Regions from separate parts of the Sus scrofa genome. Here regions 2 and 3 are each linked to region 1. Evidence: chromatin contacts called from public Hi-C data. All regions are on one chromosome and are shown on one strand. The core of a region is the stretch at or near the end of the contact, and the rest is flanking DNA. Distances in the headings are between cores, read along the strand shown.

What was found. A called contact is a pair of places that touch in the nucleus more often than the background predicts.
Region 2: a contact with region 1 is called in a Hi-C map of embryonic fibroblasts, with 2.0 times the contacts expected there. The contact joins two enhancer-like sites. A contact is called at or near these places in 2 of 47 Hi-C or Micro-C datasets (embryonic fibroblasts and heart right ventricle).
Region 3: a Hi-C map of skeletal muscle shows a contact between it and region 1, with 3 times the contacts expected there. The contact joins the promoter of ANKRD33 here to the enhancer-like site in region 1. A contact is called at or near these places in 1 of 5 promoter capture datasets (liver), 17 of 47 Hi-C or Micro-C datasets (alveolar macrophages, embryonic fibroblasts, epiblast stem cells and 11 more) and 1 of 2 datasets of contacts at active chromatin or transcription factors (skeletal muscle).

Annotation. Positions count from the first base shown.
Region 1 is chr5:17,116,686-17,121,781 of Sscrofa11.1, reverse strand. It overlaps SCN8A (sodium channel protein type 8 subunit alpha), which reads right to left. Exons shown (of 27, transcript XM_021091665.1): 13 at 2,942-3,074. Among named protein-coding and RNA genes, the nearest start is that of FIGNL2, 90 kb to the left of the region's middle. Within about 2 kb of position 2,696, at least 6 of the 83 cell types and tissues checked have an H3K27ac peak or open chromatin away from gene starts, as enhancers often do. A contact at or near this core is called in embryonic fibroblasts and skeletal muscle, where this site is marked.
Region 2 is chr5:17,325,344-17,330,439 of Sscrofa11.1, reverse strand. All of the region lies in intron 1 of ACVR1B (activin A receptor type 1B), which reads right to left. Among named protein-coding and RNA genes, the nearest start is that of ACVR1B, 14 kb to the right of the region's middle. Within about 2 kb of position 1,994, at least 44 of the 83 cell types and tissues checked have an H3K27ac peak or open chromatin away from gene starts, as enhancers often do. A contact at or near this core is called in embryonic fibroblasts, where this site is marked.
Region 3 is chr5:17,244,947-17,250,042 of Sscrofa11.1, reverse strand. It overlaps ANKRD33 (ankyrin repeat domain-containing protein 33), which reads right to left and starts at 2,703. Exons shown (of 5, transcript XM_021091670.1): 1 at 2,134-2,703; 2 at 1,259-1,803; 3 at 945-1,085. The coding sequence starts at 1,757.

The DNA of each region.
Region 1 (5,096 bases), core at 1,447-3,946:
TCAGGAGTAGGGAGTTATCCTCAGAGAGGGCCTCATGATTCCTCCAAGATGGTGGTGTGAGCAGATCAGGTTTCTGAAGGCAGAGGCCTCTCTTGGTTCAATTCAGCATCGTGCCAGGCACTGGGAATACACTGGTGAGCAAGAGTCGCCAACCCACAGAGCTCGTAGCTGCACCCGGGAAGGCAGATACCTGATAAGTAATTGTACTGACACTGATGAAAGTGTTTTACTTGAGAGTCAATAATGCTGAGTGCCATCACCGCACCCTCATTCTTAATTCAACTCTCCCCCCCTCTCCCACAGCTGGACTGCTCTGAGGAGATGAAGTGAGACCATATCACTCTGCCGACACCTCGCATCCTGTCCTCTGAAATATGCCCAGCGCTTATGGCTCTGCTGACTGCGGATTCCACTGAGTTTATGGGAGCCTTGTGAGCAGGTTTGTAATAGGACAGGGGTGAGTCAGGGAAGGCAGGATTTTCTATTTACAGAATTCTGGAATTCTCCACTGTGGTTTCTAAACTATTAGATGAGGCTTGCTTCTTTGGTTTTAAATAATAATTATTTAAAACTCTGGATGAAAATAATGCCCGAGGTTCCTAACTAAAGGCCTGGGAAGCAGAAACAGTTACGCATTCAATGCTGGCTTTCCATGCTGGAGCAATCATTAAATACCGAGGGACCAGCAAGTATTGATCCTTCTTAATGTCCTTTAATTCCCTTTCACATCATTCAGCTCCAGCCATTCATTGTTCTTTGCTTATAGCAGTTGTGTCTCCTCAGCTTTAACAAAGGGAGGCACATCCCAGGAGAGGGGATGGGAGGCTGTGTGGGCGGGGAAAGGCAGGACAGACACAGGCCACGTGAGCAGCGGGCTCGGAATGGGAGAAGAACTGGAGTGGCTTCCTGCTTGAGAACACGACCGCAGTGCTCTGGCCCCCAAGCTACCTTTGCATCTGTTCCTTTTTTGTGTGTCTTGGAGGGTAGAGGGTGACGAACGAGGACAGCAGGACAGAAAGAAAAAGAAGAGGAAGAAAAGGGACTAGAACAAGACAAAGTCATGATCCAGTGGTTTATATCTGACTTAGTCGCAGGGCGGAGCACCAAGGCCTCCAAAAGGAATCCTGTAGCCCCCATTCCAGGCACAACAAACTTCAGCTCAATACGTATTTGTGGAGCATCTCCTTTCGCCAGACCCCATGCTAGGCCACTGAGGTTAATGAGTGCAGTGCTGCACTGCATGGCTAGTTCTCCTGTTCTGATGTGTTTTTTTTGTTGTTGTTTTTTTTGTTTTTTTACCAGGAATAGAACAGGGCTGTTGGAGATTGTGAGCTTTTCTTTCTCAACTGTCATAAATATTCAGGGAAATCTTGTCTTGGTCTCCAAGTGAATAAGCCAAGGTTCTTAAGCTAATATAGTTCATCTTGGCAGTCTCATGATTTGCGGTTATTTGCCTGTCATCTCAAAGTATAAATGATAAAGTGTAAAGATGTTCACCCAGACAATGACCTCAACAGGAATGAAAGAAAACAGGAATAAATGAGGGTGTTCAGGAGCTGAAGGCAGGTAGCTCAGCATTCTTTTCACTTGATACGTTTTTTTTTTTTTTGCTTTTTAGGGCCACACCCACAGCATATGGAGGTTCCCAGGCTAGGGGTCCAATTGGAGCTATAGCTGCCGGCCTCTGCCACAGCAATGCAGGATCCTCAACCCACTGAGCAAGACCAAGGATTGAACCTGCAACCCCATGGTTCCTAGTCGGATTCGTTTTTGCTGCACCACAACGGGAACTCCTTGATACGTTCTTAAGATCAGTCCAACTCCTGGCCCACATGCATAGATGTGAGCTCTCCCAAGGAGTTTAAAGTTCCTTTCTAGGGATTCTCCTTTTACCACAGAGCACCCCTCTGCCAGTGTAAGTGGTATTTCACTTCAGCGACTCAAAAAATTAGTAACTTGTTCCAAGGACACATGAATAATTTGAGTTGCCTATCTTGGAGACTCTGGTTATCGTTGGGTCAGCCTGGGTGTGCGGACTCCGAAAAACAGCAGGAACTGTATGGATCTATAACGGGATGACTTAGCTAAATCAACACGAATCTAATTCCGAGGATGCATGTGGAATCAATCAAAACCTTGGGAGAGAAAACCCAGTCACCGAAGTTACCTCCGAAGAGATCAAGAGGAGCCTGGAGCACAGACCAGAGGGGGACAGAAAGCAGACCTTTGCTGGGGACTGCCGTGTGATGGAAAATCCTCCGCTGTCCTCGGCAGGCCAGGCTGTGTCTCGGAGGGGCCCCCTGATGGTGAGTTCTGGCTCTGACAGCCGCGCCACTGCAGACGTGCTGTGATTCAACTGCAGCTGCTCCTCCCCCCGTGGCCCAGAGCTTTGACGTAAGAGGGGTTTCAGCTTACCTAGTCACATGTCCAATATATTTATGGATGTGTGGGGGTGTTTAAAGAGAGGCAGAATTAGGTGGCATCAATGTAGGCACAGTACATTCCTTAAGGGAAAACCAAAGATTTTTAAGTAGCTGAAAAGGAAAAGAGGAAGGTGTATTTTTCGGTCGGCGGCACAAGGGTGCGGGTGGGATTCCACGGTTTTAGACTGTCACAGGTCTCAGGCCATGTCCCTCTCTGCCTCTCACCAACCCCCGGCTCCTCATGGTGACGATTACAGAGGCTTTTTGAGATCCTCTAGCTCACTCCCGTTGTTCCTTTGTACTTTCTACTATCGGTGCATCATGCCGGCAGCAGCTCTGAAGTCCTTACTGGGTTCTGTGCGAGGAGATTTGGGGATGCTGGTTTCTACAACCAGCAGACTCCATTCCTAAAGCTCACAGACAATTGTGGCAAAACTCAGACCCAGGAACTCTATATTTCTCATGCACACTACGAATCTCTGTCTCAGCGGCGTGGACTGACATCACAAGACACGTACCTTCCACTAGCGTATTGGTAACTACACTCAATATGCTGTTGATCCTGTCCTTCCGCCCATAGGAAGCCAGCTGGTCCATGGAGACTAAGAGAGATCCAGGGCCTTTCTTCTTAATTTCCACCTCGGTTGTAGCCTGGAAAACAAAACAAAACAAAACAAAGCAAGTGGGGTGAGTAAGGTCACCTACACATGAAGGCTGGGCCTTGCTGGATATAGTCCGGAGGGCGAGCGGGAGGATACGCTCTGCATCGCATCTTTTTACGCTGATCCTACAAGCCTCTTTACACCTCAACAAGTAGAATGAAACGAGTTGGCCATGGATCACCCTTAGTTCTACAGATACGTGACCAAGTCATTTCATTGTGTCCAAAATCTACAAGGAACCCAAGCGTCTGGCTGGGACCCTCAACCTAAGCAGAGAGTAGAAAGACCAAGACTCCTGGGGGCAACATCACGAGAAGCAGACCCTGAGTTTGCCTGTTCTGGCCTCACAGCCATAGCATTTGGCTAGAATTGGATCATGTGATGAAATAAATTCACCTCTACTTGAAATTACATGAAGGGCCAAGTCCCTGATCACACAGAGTATTACAGACACGGCTTCCTCCACGTGTAGGAACACCGTCACTCTACCTAACTGCTGCTTCCCAATGTCAAACCTGGACCTACCTGAACATCGGCAAGTTCAAGTTTTACCCCAAATCTCCTCTGAGCCACTGTAAAGAAGTATGGTAAGGTTTTGCTATCTTAATTAAATACCTTATACCTTAATTAAATGCCTTATATAGCATTTATATATAAATAATACATGCTTATCTGGCCTTGCTACATTTTTATTTTATGAGTTAACTTGCAATGTTCAAATTCTCAATCAAATAAAAAAGGGTAGAAAACACCATCAGATTGTTAAGGAAAGTATTTTTTATATGCTCCACCCTGGGCAAGATCAGTATGGAAAACTATGGCAAAGGGTTTCTTGATGTCCCTTACTGTGCTCTTTGTGCCAACCTGAATATTCTATGTCAGATCAGACCTAGTGGGGGGGCTTAAAACCTAGCTTTCTAGTAACCATGTTGTCTACTGTTACTGCTTCATCCATAGAAACTTGGCTGCTCCTTCCATGTGAAGGTATGAGGGCAGAGACAGTCAGCAACCCTCAAAGAACAGGGAAGACACGTGTTTGCTTGAAGCCAGATAAGGATCTGTCTGATCAGTATCAGGATACTTTGAAAAGGAAACAATTGCTTCTGGAGAGCTACATCAGAAAGCCTTTCTATTCTTGTATATATATTAAGATTAAGAACCGTACTGAAGAAAATTCCTGGCAGATTATAATTCACCCCATCATAGCATTTTATCAAACTGTTTCACCGATTCAGAGATTTGGTTCGCTTTAGGGTTTTATTTCCTTTGCTTTGCTTTGTTCTGTTTGTTGGATGGAATTGCAGAAGAAATGGAAAGGAAAAAGAACTGGTTTCCCTGGGAATTCCTGGATGCATTATTATACAAACATCTGTACTTGTAAGAATGACTTGTTAACCATTGCCTCAGGTCATGATAAGGCGTATTTGAGAAATCACTTTTTGCTCCAATTTCTAGCCTGGTATTCAACAAATGATTAAACTACTACATTTAAAAAATGATGATCATCTAAAAACAAACACAGAAGGTCGCAATATAATGGACATTCTGGCATTTACTGATTCTATATTTTTACTGCGCTGCCCTTCTGTAATTCTACAGTAGATAGTTTCATAATGCTGACTTCTGAGGTACTGTAAGATCTAATGAACTGGCTGATTCATCAAAGAAGAATGAAATTGCATTTACCATGGCTTTGGTACTAGTATAGCTTACTGTTTTCTGGGCATGCTGGATACAGTAAGATATAAATTCTTCAGACTTTAAAACATAAGCTTTAAAAAACAAAATTAATGAAAATACCGTCTAAAAAGATAGCCAAATGATTAGATTATCATTTATTGAAACCTATTCAAAATATAATTTTGAGCTTGGATTTGAAAAATCCATATAAATTAAAGAAAAATTTATCCCCAAACTTAATATTAACATGGAACAATTAGGGAGTTCCCGTCATGGCACAGAGGAAACAAATCCGACTAGTATCCATGAGGATGCCGGTTCGATCTCTGGC
Region 2 (5,096 bases), core at 745-3,244, 210 kb before region 1:
ACATCCTCCCCTCCCTTTAGTCCCCAGCAGGTGCCCTTCTCAAGAGGGGCACAAGGAGCGCCGGCCAAAGAAGAAAATACCAGTGCCCGCCTCCTAAAGTCATGGTGAGGATTAAATGAGTTAATGCAGAAAAAGTGCTCAATAAATGTCACTCAGCTCTGAACGGCCCCTGGACATCATTTTTTCTTCCCCCCGGGGGCCGCTACCGCCGCATATGGAGGTTCCCAGGCTAGGGGTCGAATTGGAGCTGTAGCCAGAGACACAGCAACGCCAGATCCAAGCCACCTCTTCGACCCACACCACAGCTCACAACAGCGCCAGATCCTTACCCCACTGAGCGAGGCCAGGGATCGAACCTGCATCCTCATGATTGCTGGTCAGATTCGTTAACCACTGAACCACGACAGGAACTTCCAGATATCACTTTCAAAAGTGTAATATACATATTTTTTCAAATCGGTAGTGCACTCAATCAGCTCTGGGACTAACGAGTATGACTGGGTGTGTTTATCCCTAAGTGTGCCCTGTTGACAGGAAATTACTGTAAATGAATTTGGTGCCTCTGAAAACCAGTTGGGCAGCCCTGGAATCTGCGATCCTTTATTTATCCGTCTAACAAGAATAGCACAGACAGCAGCAGTCAGTTCTCCCCAGCACTGTCTCCCAGAAGCCTAACCTAGCCCTGACCCCTTGGGATGGGCAGGGGGAGGCTCGAGCCCCTGGGACACTGAGGTTGGGACTCGCCCATCAGGGGTGCGGGTGGCAGGGCCCACCCGAGTCCCCCACTGGACACGAAGTGAATACTTTCTAGATAACAAGAGGGAACATATTCAAACTATGGCCCCCGGAGAAGAGGCATTTATGACCAGTCCTGTGAAAAACTAGCTTGTTGTAACTCACCCCTTTCGGCTGTAAACGGTCTATCTTTGTCTCTTCCTCCAAAACACTGGAGGGCATCTCTTGGCTTTTCAAATCCCCAAACTGATTCCCAGTATCTCAGGGTCCAAGCGCTCCTTCCCCAGGCTTTCTATAAATGACACGGTCCTTGCCAGCCCCAGCGGGGAAGCAAGGGAGGGCGGGCACGGACAGGTAAGCGGGCAGTGTGGATCTTCACGGCCTGGCCTGTGGGATTGTTTTTCGTGGCGTTTGATCAGAGCCCTTTCTTCTGGGAGAAATTCCAAAACACGCCGCTACCTGCTGAAGGGCTTGGGTCGTGTTATATTTTCAAGGCAGGAAGTTTAAAGCAGGCATCCTTTAGATGAGGACGCCAATCATAAAAGGAATTTTAAAAGTAAATTTAATCCTAAACTTCAATTCCGACCCTTTTAGATGCAAGAGAGACCACGGACCCTCCTGGTTCCCCCCCAGTCCCCTTGTTTGCCCCCTCCCGGATTCCTTTGCTGACTCTAATTTACCTCGGCGGCCCTCAGAACCCTCCACCCAGACCTCCGGGCGCACCGCACGCTGCCGTCCTGCCTGCGCATCCGAGAAGCCCATTCCTCTCCCGGAGTCGGTGGGGACATTCAGGCACGAAAGGGGTCCCCGCAATGCACGCACCCTGCCGTCCAGGGACAAGAACAGCCTGGGGCTATTTTGGGAAGCGAGGAGGGAAAGCGGCCGCCTCCCCAGCCTCCCGGAGGGCTATTCTGAGCACAGTGGGACTCGCGGGCCAGACCCGCGGCCGCCTCTGGAAAAGACGCTCCCTCCTGGGTCGGTCCGTCAGCAGCAGGCGAAGCAGAGCCTCTGCTTCCAGACGCTTACTCTCCTTTCCCCGGTTCACGGCCTCTTTCACAGTGATTCATTCCGGAGAACGAGCACACCCACACGTGGCTCATTATTTTTGGGAAGTACTTAAACAATCTTGGTGTAAGACAGGAAAGAACAAAAGTGGTGAAATCTATGCTAGACGGGACGAAGAACGGAACTGGGAGCAGGGCCATGTGGCTTTGTGATAAGGGGCTGGGCAAGTCCCTGAATCTCTCCAGGCCGGGGCCGCCCAACCAGAAAATACCATTTCTGTGACAGAGACGGCATGAAGATTAGCCCACAGCTGCTGAGGGCTGTGGGTCCTCCCAGAAAGCTGCTGCCTGCACACATCTGCGCACATCTACGCGCTGACGGAGTGAGCGAGGGGTCTGAAAACGAGGCGACTCTGAGATCCCTGTCACCGCGGCCCACACCCGCCAGGGGTTTCAGTTACCATCACCAGCGCCACGGCAGGGGATCCGGGCAGGCACAGGTCACGCAGACCCAAGGCTCAAATACCAGCTCTCGCATTAGTCACATGACCTTGAGCAAGTTAGTAAGCGCCCGGCACCCCAGTCTCCTAGTCGGGAAGGCGGGACTGTTATTCACTTCACAGGACTACGTGGGAATCACACGAAATAGTGTATTTTCAAAGTGCTTAGCAAATAGATGCTCAGTGAATTTTACTCCCTCCTCCCCGCGCAAAACTCAAGTAAACACATCCGTGAACAATGTGTCTCTTTAACCACTAACTAGGAAGCGCCAAGTTGCAGCATGACCGCAGCAAGGACCTGCCGTTTGGGTCTCAGCTCTGCCAGTAACTAGTTGCGTGGTTTGGGGCAAGTCACTTAACCTTCCTGAACCACATTTTCCTCACAGTTACCCAGAAAGGAGGGGCTCCAAAATCCTCCAGCTGGAATCTGAGGCTAGTTTGTTTTTAAATTCACACAATTTGGACCACTGATCCAACCCTGGGAAGTTCTGCTTTAATTTCATACACCTTCCCGTGAACTTTACAGACAGACCAGTCTTTGAAAAGATTTTTTATATTCGTTTCCATTATGGTTTAGCACAGGGTACTGACTATAGTTCCCTGTACTATACAGTAGGAGCTCGTGGCTTTATCCACCCTGCATGTAACATCTGCTAACCCCAACCTCCCCATCCCTCGCTCCTCCACCCCCTCTCCCCTTGGTGGCAACCACATGTCTCTTCTCTATGAAAGACAGACTAGTATTTAAATTGTCTTCTGTTAATATTCATTTTTCACTGAAACAAAGCAAGTGATAATAAAATTAGAAAAACATCTGAATTTACTCAAACTTTACTAGTACACTAAACCCCAAACCTAATTTTGATTTCTTTGGAAAGCTAAATCTCGATTAATGATAACAGCTCTTCATCATCTGTTTCCTAGTGACTCATCAGGTTAAATCAGCCTACACATGCACATGCGTGTACGTAAATAATACACACCTAAAAAACTCTCCGTGTTCCATGACCAAAGAGCTACGTAGTAGAAACGACACAATTAGATAAAGCAATCATGGAGGAGTAACAAAACCCATCTACACAAAAGCAGGTTAAAAGCAGTCAGAATGAAATTCCCCCTGGCACAGCACTTCGTTATCAACAAGGTAGTCAAGCCGGAACTAAAGACCTCTTGGCAGGATCTGAACACGGTTTCAAACTATGATTGGAAGGTGGTCTGTGGCAGGATGTCAAAGGCAATCTGATTTGTGAGCGAGGCTGTGTGGGGAGGAAAGCCGGCAAAGCCCCAACCCGGGCAGACTGTGCAGCTGCACGTCACGGAGGCACCGGCCGCTGGGTCTGAGCAAAGACGGCCCCAGCACAGGCCAGGCCCAGGGCCGGGGGCTCCCTCTCCTACCCATGGCACACTCTGGGAGGACACTCAGCCAGGCTGCTGCTCACTGGAAATTCCCAAGAAGCACCATACGGGGCTAGACTCACAGCCACTCAGCCCACATCACCAGGGACGGGGTGTGGGAGAGGGCAGGGCGGGGGCACCGACCTCGAAAGATAAGAGGCACGCTGCAAACACCCACTTATCTGTCCTGGGAGATGAAGGTCCACCAGGGTTTTTAAAGCTACAGCACCTGTGATTTTAGCTTCATTGCTCCTTTGGGATGGTAAGTTTCATTTTAGCTTCAAAGCTCCCGTTTAAGGGACACTAATCCTGCCTCTTCCAAGCTTCACTGGGCAACCTTCTAGTCCTATAGAATCTAAGATTCAGTGCCCAAATCCACCTGTGCCACCCATACTCTTCATGATGCTACAACTTGATCATACACTGCCTCTGAGCACTCATCTTTCCAGACGACAGCATCCATCAGACGGACCAAACTGATAAGAAGCGCCTACAACAAGGCTGGCAGCTACAGCTCCAATTAGACCCCTAGCCTGGGAACCTCCATATGCCGCGGGAGCAGCCCAAGAAATGGCAAAAAGACAAAAAAAAAAAAAAAAAAAAAAAAAAAAAAGAACCTACTACAACCCACGATTATTTAAATCATTCTTTCTTGGACCTTATCCAAACTCCCTACAGCTTCCTTAGGAGAGAACAAAGACCACAACTACACAACTCCGTGATCCTCAAGAGCCAAGATGATCTGGGGGGCGGGGGTGGAGAAAAAGAACAAAGCTGGAGGGATCACATTTCCTGGTTTCAAAACTTACTACAAAGTTACAGTTATCAAAACAGTGTGGTACTGACTTAAGTACAGACTATAAATCAATGGAATAGAATTAAGACTTTAGAAATAAATCATACATCATCAACAACAAGAGTGTCTAAAACATTTTGGGGGCAGAAAGACTAGTCTCTGGCAAATCCACATGCAAAAGAATGAAGTCAGACCTTTACATCACGCCACTGGTAAAAATTAAAATAAGTCAAAGGTCCAAATATAAGAGCTAAAATTTATATGCTAAAACTTCAAAATTTTTTATTTTTATTTATCTATCTGTCTGCCTATTAATTTTTAGGGCTGCAACTATGGCACATGAAAGTTCCTAGGCTAGGGATCAAATTGGAGCTGCAGCCGCCAGCCTACACCACAGCAATGCCGGATCTGAGCCATATCTGTGACCTACTCTGTAGCCTGTGGCAACACTGGATCCTTAACCCACTGAGCAAGGCGAGGAATGGAACCGGCATCCTCACAGAGACTACATCAGTTCTTAAGCCACCAAGCCACAACGGGAACAGCAAAACTTCTAAAACTTCTAAAATGAAAATATGGTTAAATCTTCATGACACTGGATTTGGTAATGGCCTCCCAGATATCATTACACCCAAAACACAAGCAACAAAAGAAAGACAGGTGGAT
Region 3 (5,096 bases), core at 1,454-3,953, 130 kb before region 1:
CCCAACTTCCGGTTTAGGATCCCAACTTCCGGTTTGATTGGCGAAAGGAGTCCAGTGAGGGGGACCGACCAGGGATACTTACTCCAGGTCTCCAAACATGGGGCAGACTAGAGACCTCCTGAACCAAGGCGCTGACCAGAAGGTGTGTGGGGGTTGCTCAGGATGGGGGGAGGTCCGAGCTGCACCCTCTGGGGCAGGTGGAGGGAGGGAGTCCTGCTGGTTCCCTCTTCTGACTCTTCCTTTCATCACTACACCCCCCAGTCCTGGGGGTGGGGAGTAGCAGTTACTCTTCCACAAAGGAGGGGATGTAGAGCTTCCTCCCTTCTCACCTCAAACCCAACCGAATAGGATGGGAAAGGGCAAAGCCGGAGGCTGGGGTCCCCCAGGGTGACCCACAGAGGGAACCCCCAGCTCAGAGAGTAGCACGGCCTGGAGACTCCACAGTGTGGACTTCACCCCAGAACAACGCTGTCACAGTCACATGTCTCAATCACACATCCCTGCATTCCTGGAACCCTGGTTTGTCAGAGCTGGAGATCAGCCCAGAGAAGGCCATTGACCTCATTACACTGGTGAGGCCCAGAGAGGAAAGCCACCTGCCCAGGGTCACTCAGCGGGCAGCAGAGCCAGGATGGGCACCAAAGAGTCTGGTTCCAGATAACAATCTTTTTTTTTTTTTTTGTATTAGGTTCTCCAGCCAGTCTAGGTTATCCTCCCAAGTTTTCTTTTCTGGGACTGCCATTCACCACTTAAACAGAGCTATCAGGAGCTGGACTTTGTTGCTGGTGAGAAGCTCCAGCACACTCTCCTCCTCCAGGAAGTCAGCCTAGATTGATCCTCCATCCACCTCTCTCCTCTCTGCAACTATGACAGCTGACTTAGTGCCTGGTGGGGAGGTGTGGGGGAGGAACTGGAGGCCACACAACATCCTGGTCCCCATGCACCTGCCATGAGGAGGGCAGCCACGCATTCCGAACGGTCCCGCATGGCAGCCTTCATCAGCGCTGTCAGCCCCCGCTGGTCCCGGCGCTCCAGGTCAAGGCCCGCGTAGTAGTTGATCAGGAAACTCACCAGAGGCACGTGGCCTGCAGGGCACCAAGGGCAGAGCTTGGCTACCCAGGAAAGGAATGACAAAGCCCCAGATCCACTCTCCACCCAACACGGCAGTGGCAGTGTCAGAGTGAGAGAACATTGGTGCAAAGAGTGTGGGCTGTGGCCTTGGTCTGGCGGGTAGAGGGTGGGGTCAGCAGCCTCTTACCTGCTTGGGCAGCCAGCATGAGGGCTGTGTCCCCCTCTTTGTCCTGCTGGTTCACATCCAGGAAAGGACAGCGGCTGAGCAGAGCCACGACACTCCGGAAGCCATGGTAGCATGCGACCATGAGGCCTGTCTGGGGGAGGGGCAGCTCAGCCCCCGTGCTTCCCTCCTGGAGCTTCTTGGGGGCCCTGGGCCCTTTAAATCCACATCTGACCCAGGGATGTCCCAGTTCCTGTGAAGACCCACTCTCTCCCTTCCTCCTGAGGACCCAGGCAGTGGATGCCATCCTGAAATTCCCAGGACGAGTGGGGTGACTCACCCTCCCATTGCCGTCCACCTGGGTGGCCTCCTCTGGGGAGACCCCATCATCCAGGATGGCTTGGAGCTGGGCAGAGTCATTTCGGACACAGGCCCAGTACAGGGCCCCCAGCGTGCAGCCTGGGATAGAGGCATCAGACACGTCCAGCCCTCCCCTCGGCAATGGCAGCTCCTCCTCTTCCATGCTGGGGGCAAGAAGGCGGGTTTCCCCCCTTCAATGCAGCTGGCATCTATAACACAGAATGAGGGGAATGGTGTCCCTCTGAATCCTGGGACATGTCTCAGCATCTGTGACTCACCCCAATGGCCCAAGGAAGAGTCCTTTCCTACTGGAGTGTCCCATCCCATTCACCCTGGAGAAAGGACATGCCGGTGGCAGGGAAGCAGAGTGGCAGGAGCCCTAAGAGGGTAGAAGTCACTATAAGTGAGGATCCTGGTGAGATTCAGGGAGAGCGGCAGTTCCCTTTTTCCCAGGGGACCTTACCTGGGGTTTGGAGGCTCCCTAGGAGGTAGCCATTGCTGGGACTCACAGTAAGCCCCAGACTCCTGAGAGCACTCACCGGGTCTCTGGAGCGCCTCAAGGTGGACTCTCCCCCCCAGGAAGCAACGCAGGTAACAGATGGCTCGACTTAACGGAAAGAGCTGCCTCAAACACCTCGGGGCTGAGCTGGATCAAGCCGGGTTAGTTAGGGATGAGGTGCAGGGCGGGGCAGGTGCTCTCCCCTCCCCAAGCCGACAGAGCCCCGCCCCACGAGCCTGCCTAGAGTGGGCGGGGCCCGAGTCCGAGTGGCTCCTCCCCCGAGGAGGGGGCTCTGAGAGTAAGATCCGCCTCTCCTGCAAACTCACACCTTCGGCCCCCTTCGGAGACCAGCTCCAAACCCACGCTTTGAAGAGTGGAGCCGGGCTTGGCAGGGGGGGTAGGGGTGGGAGAGGCTGTAAGTCACACACCTCTCTAAAGAGGGTGACTGGGACGGGCATAGGGGCCCCAGGGGTCACCTGGATCTATTTTTTTAGATTCTGGGGAAATTAAAGCATAAAGAATTGCTTAATTAGGGTACAGAAATTATGATATATTCAGTTTAATGGATTAGTTTGATGTGGTACATTAAATATAAAATATTTAAATTATATTCACATGTAAATGAATTATTTTGATTATTCAAATCAAACTATGGTTTTCATTATTTATTTATTTATTTATTTATTTTAATGGAAGGTTTTATTTTATTTTTTTGTCTTTTCTAGGGCCGCACCTGCGGCATATGGAGGTTCCCAGGCTAGGGGTCTAATCAGAGCTGTAGCTGCTGGCCCACACCACAGCTCACGGCAACGCCAGATCGTTAACCCACTGAGCAAGGCCAGGGATCAAACCTGCAACCTCATGGTTCCTGGTCGGATTAGTTAACCACTGAGCCATGACAGGAACTCCCATTATTTATTAAATTAATAAAATTATTATTAAATTATTCTTTAAGTTAAATTACCTTTTTTTTTTTTTTTTTTTTTGTCTTTTTGCCATTTCTAGGACCGCTCCAGTGGCATATGGAGGTTCCCAGGCTAGGGGTGTAATCGGAGCTGTAGCCGCCGGCCTACACCAGAGCCACAGCAACATGGGATCGGAGCTGCGTCTGCAACCTACACCACAGCTCATGGCAACACCGGATCCTTAACCCACTGAGCGAGGCCAGGGATGGAACATGCGTCCTCATGGTTCCTAGTCATGATTTCCACTGATCCACAATGGGAACTCGATGACACATATATTCGTGACAACATACATTTCATTGAAAAAAGTAGTGGTGGTTTGTTTTATTTTAACTCACACCTTAGATTGTGCTACAGAGCTTATTGTGTTCGTTCTTTTCACTCAGTGCTGTTTTGGGGGTTGGTCCTTGCTGCTTTTTATGCAGTGTATCAGTCAGGTGTTGTAACCAAAAACTGACCTCAGGGGTGTGGTTGCTGCCATAGGCTGGCTGCTCAACCTGCTTCCAAAACTGTAAAAGCTGGAAAGGTATAATGACACTTCCCAGATTCTTGTGAGCTAGGAATCTGTGATTTAAGTTCTGCTTTTGTGTAAGACACAAATTTGGAATAGAGCTAAGTAGCATGGGACATCCGTTTTGCTGTCACAAATTGTGACAGATACGGTTGGGGGGGTCTAGTGAGCAGTTTCCTGATTCGTCAGCTTCCTGTAGTAGTGACTTGTTTTCTGGATCACAGGCAGAGGTCATGTGCCTCTCAAAGCTGGGAGTTGTTCCCAGACCTAGAGCCTGCTTCTTTATTTAAACTAGCCAGATTTATTTCTGTTACCAGTAATTAAACCCTAACTGACATGTGTGGCTTAAACAAGTAGAGGTTTATTCTTCATACAAGATAAAAAGTTCAAAGATAAGAAGCTGTTGGTGTTGACTGAGTAACTCGATGATGTCAGGGCCTTCTCTGGGAGTCTCTTGGCTTTTCCTCATGGTCACAATATAGCTGCTGTACCTCTAGCCATCACAGTAAAATGTGGTGAAGGGACACTGTGGACTCTATGCAGCAGTTGGAAGAAATCTACGAGATGATGGGTCAGACATCTCTGATTAAATGATACACTCCCTATCCATAACCCTCTTCTCTCTGGTCACCTTTTGGTCAGGTGTGACCAGTTAACACAGTTTTGGCCAATGAAATGCAAGCAGCAGTCTGATGGGGGAGGCTCCTTGGAAAATCTTTGCTCTCTTGATAAAAGGTATGGTGTGTCCCTTTTAACCTTTCTTTCTTCCCTCTTATTCCTGCTGCATAGGATGCCATAGTGTGCATCCATCACATCTGACTTATCTGCTCTTCCAAAGGTGGACCCCTATGCTGCCTCCAACTTCATGCCACTACAAATACTGCAGGGACCATCCTTGTATATATCTAGCTGTGGACCCAAAAGAGAGCATCTCAGAGTCTGCTGGGTCATAGGGCATAGGGTACATACATTTTTATTGGCCACCTGCTCCCAGATTGCTCCCTATTTTAGTGACCCACCAAGAGTGCGTAAAAGTATCTCAAATCCTTGCCAACACTTGAACTTATTCAGCCTTCTAGTTTTTATCAGTCTGATGGTACAGAACTATAAAAGGATTTTTTTTTTCTTTTTCGGCCTCCCTGAGGCATATGGAGTTCCCAGGCCTGGGATCAGACCTATGCTGCAGCTGTGGCAATGCCAGATCCTTTAATCCACTGTGCTGGGCTGGGGATCAAACCCATGTCCTGGCGCTGCAGAAACACCACCAATCCTGTTGCACCACAGTGGGAACTCCATGCTTTATTTTATTTATTTTTTTGCCATACTTGTGACATATGGAATTTCCTGAGCCAAGGATCGAACCCACATCACAACAGTGGCTGGAGCTGCTGCAGTAACAACTCTGGAGCTTTAACCTACTGCATCACAGGGGAACTCCCTATCCTGTCTTTTTTATTGAGTTTTCAGGAATTTCTGTTAATATTCTAGATAATAAACCCTTGTCTTTTTTTGCCTTTTCTAGGACCA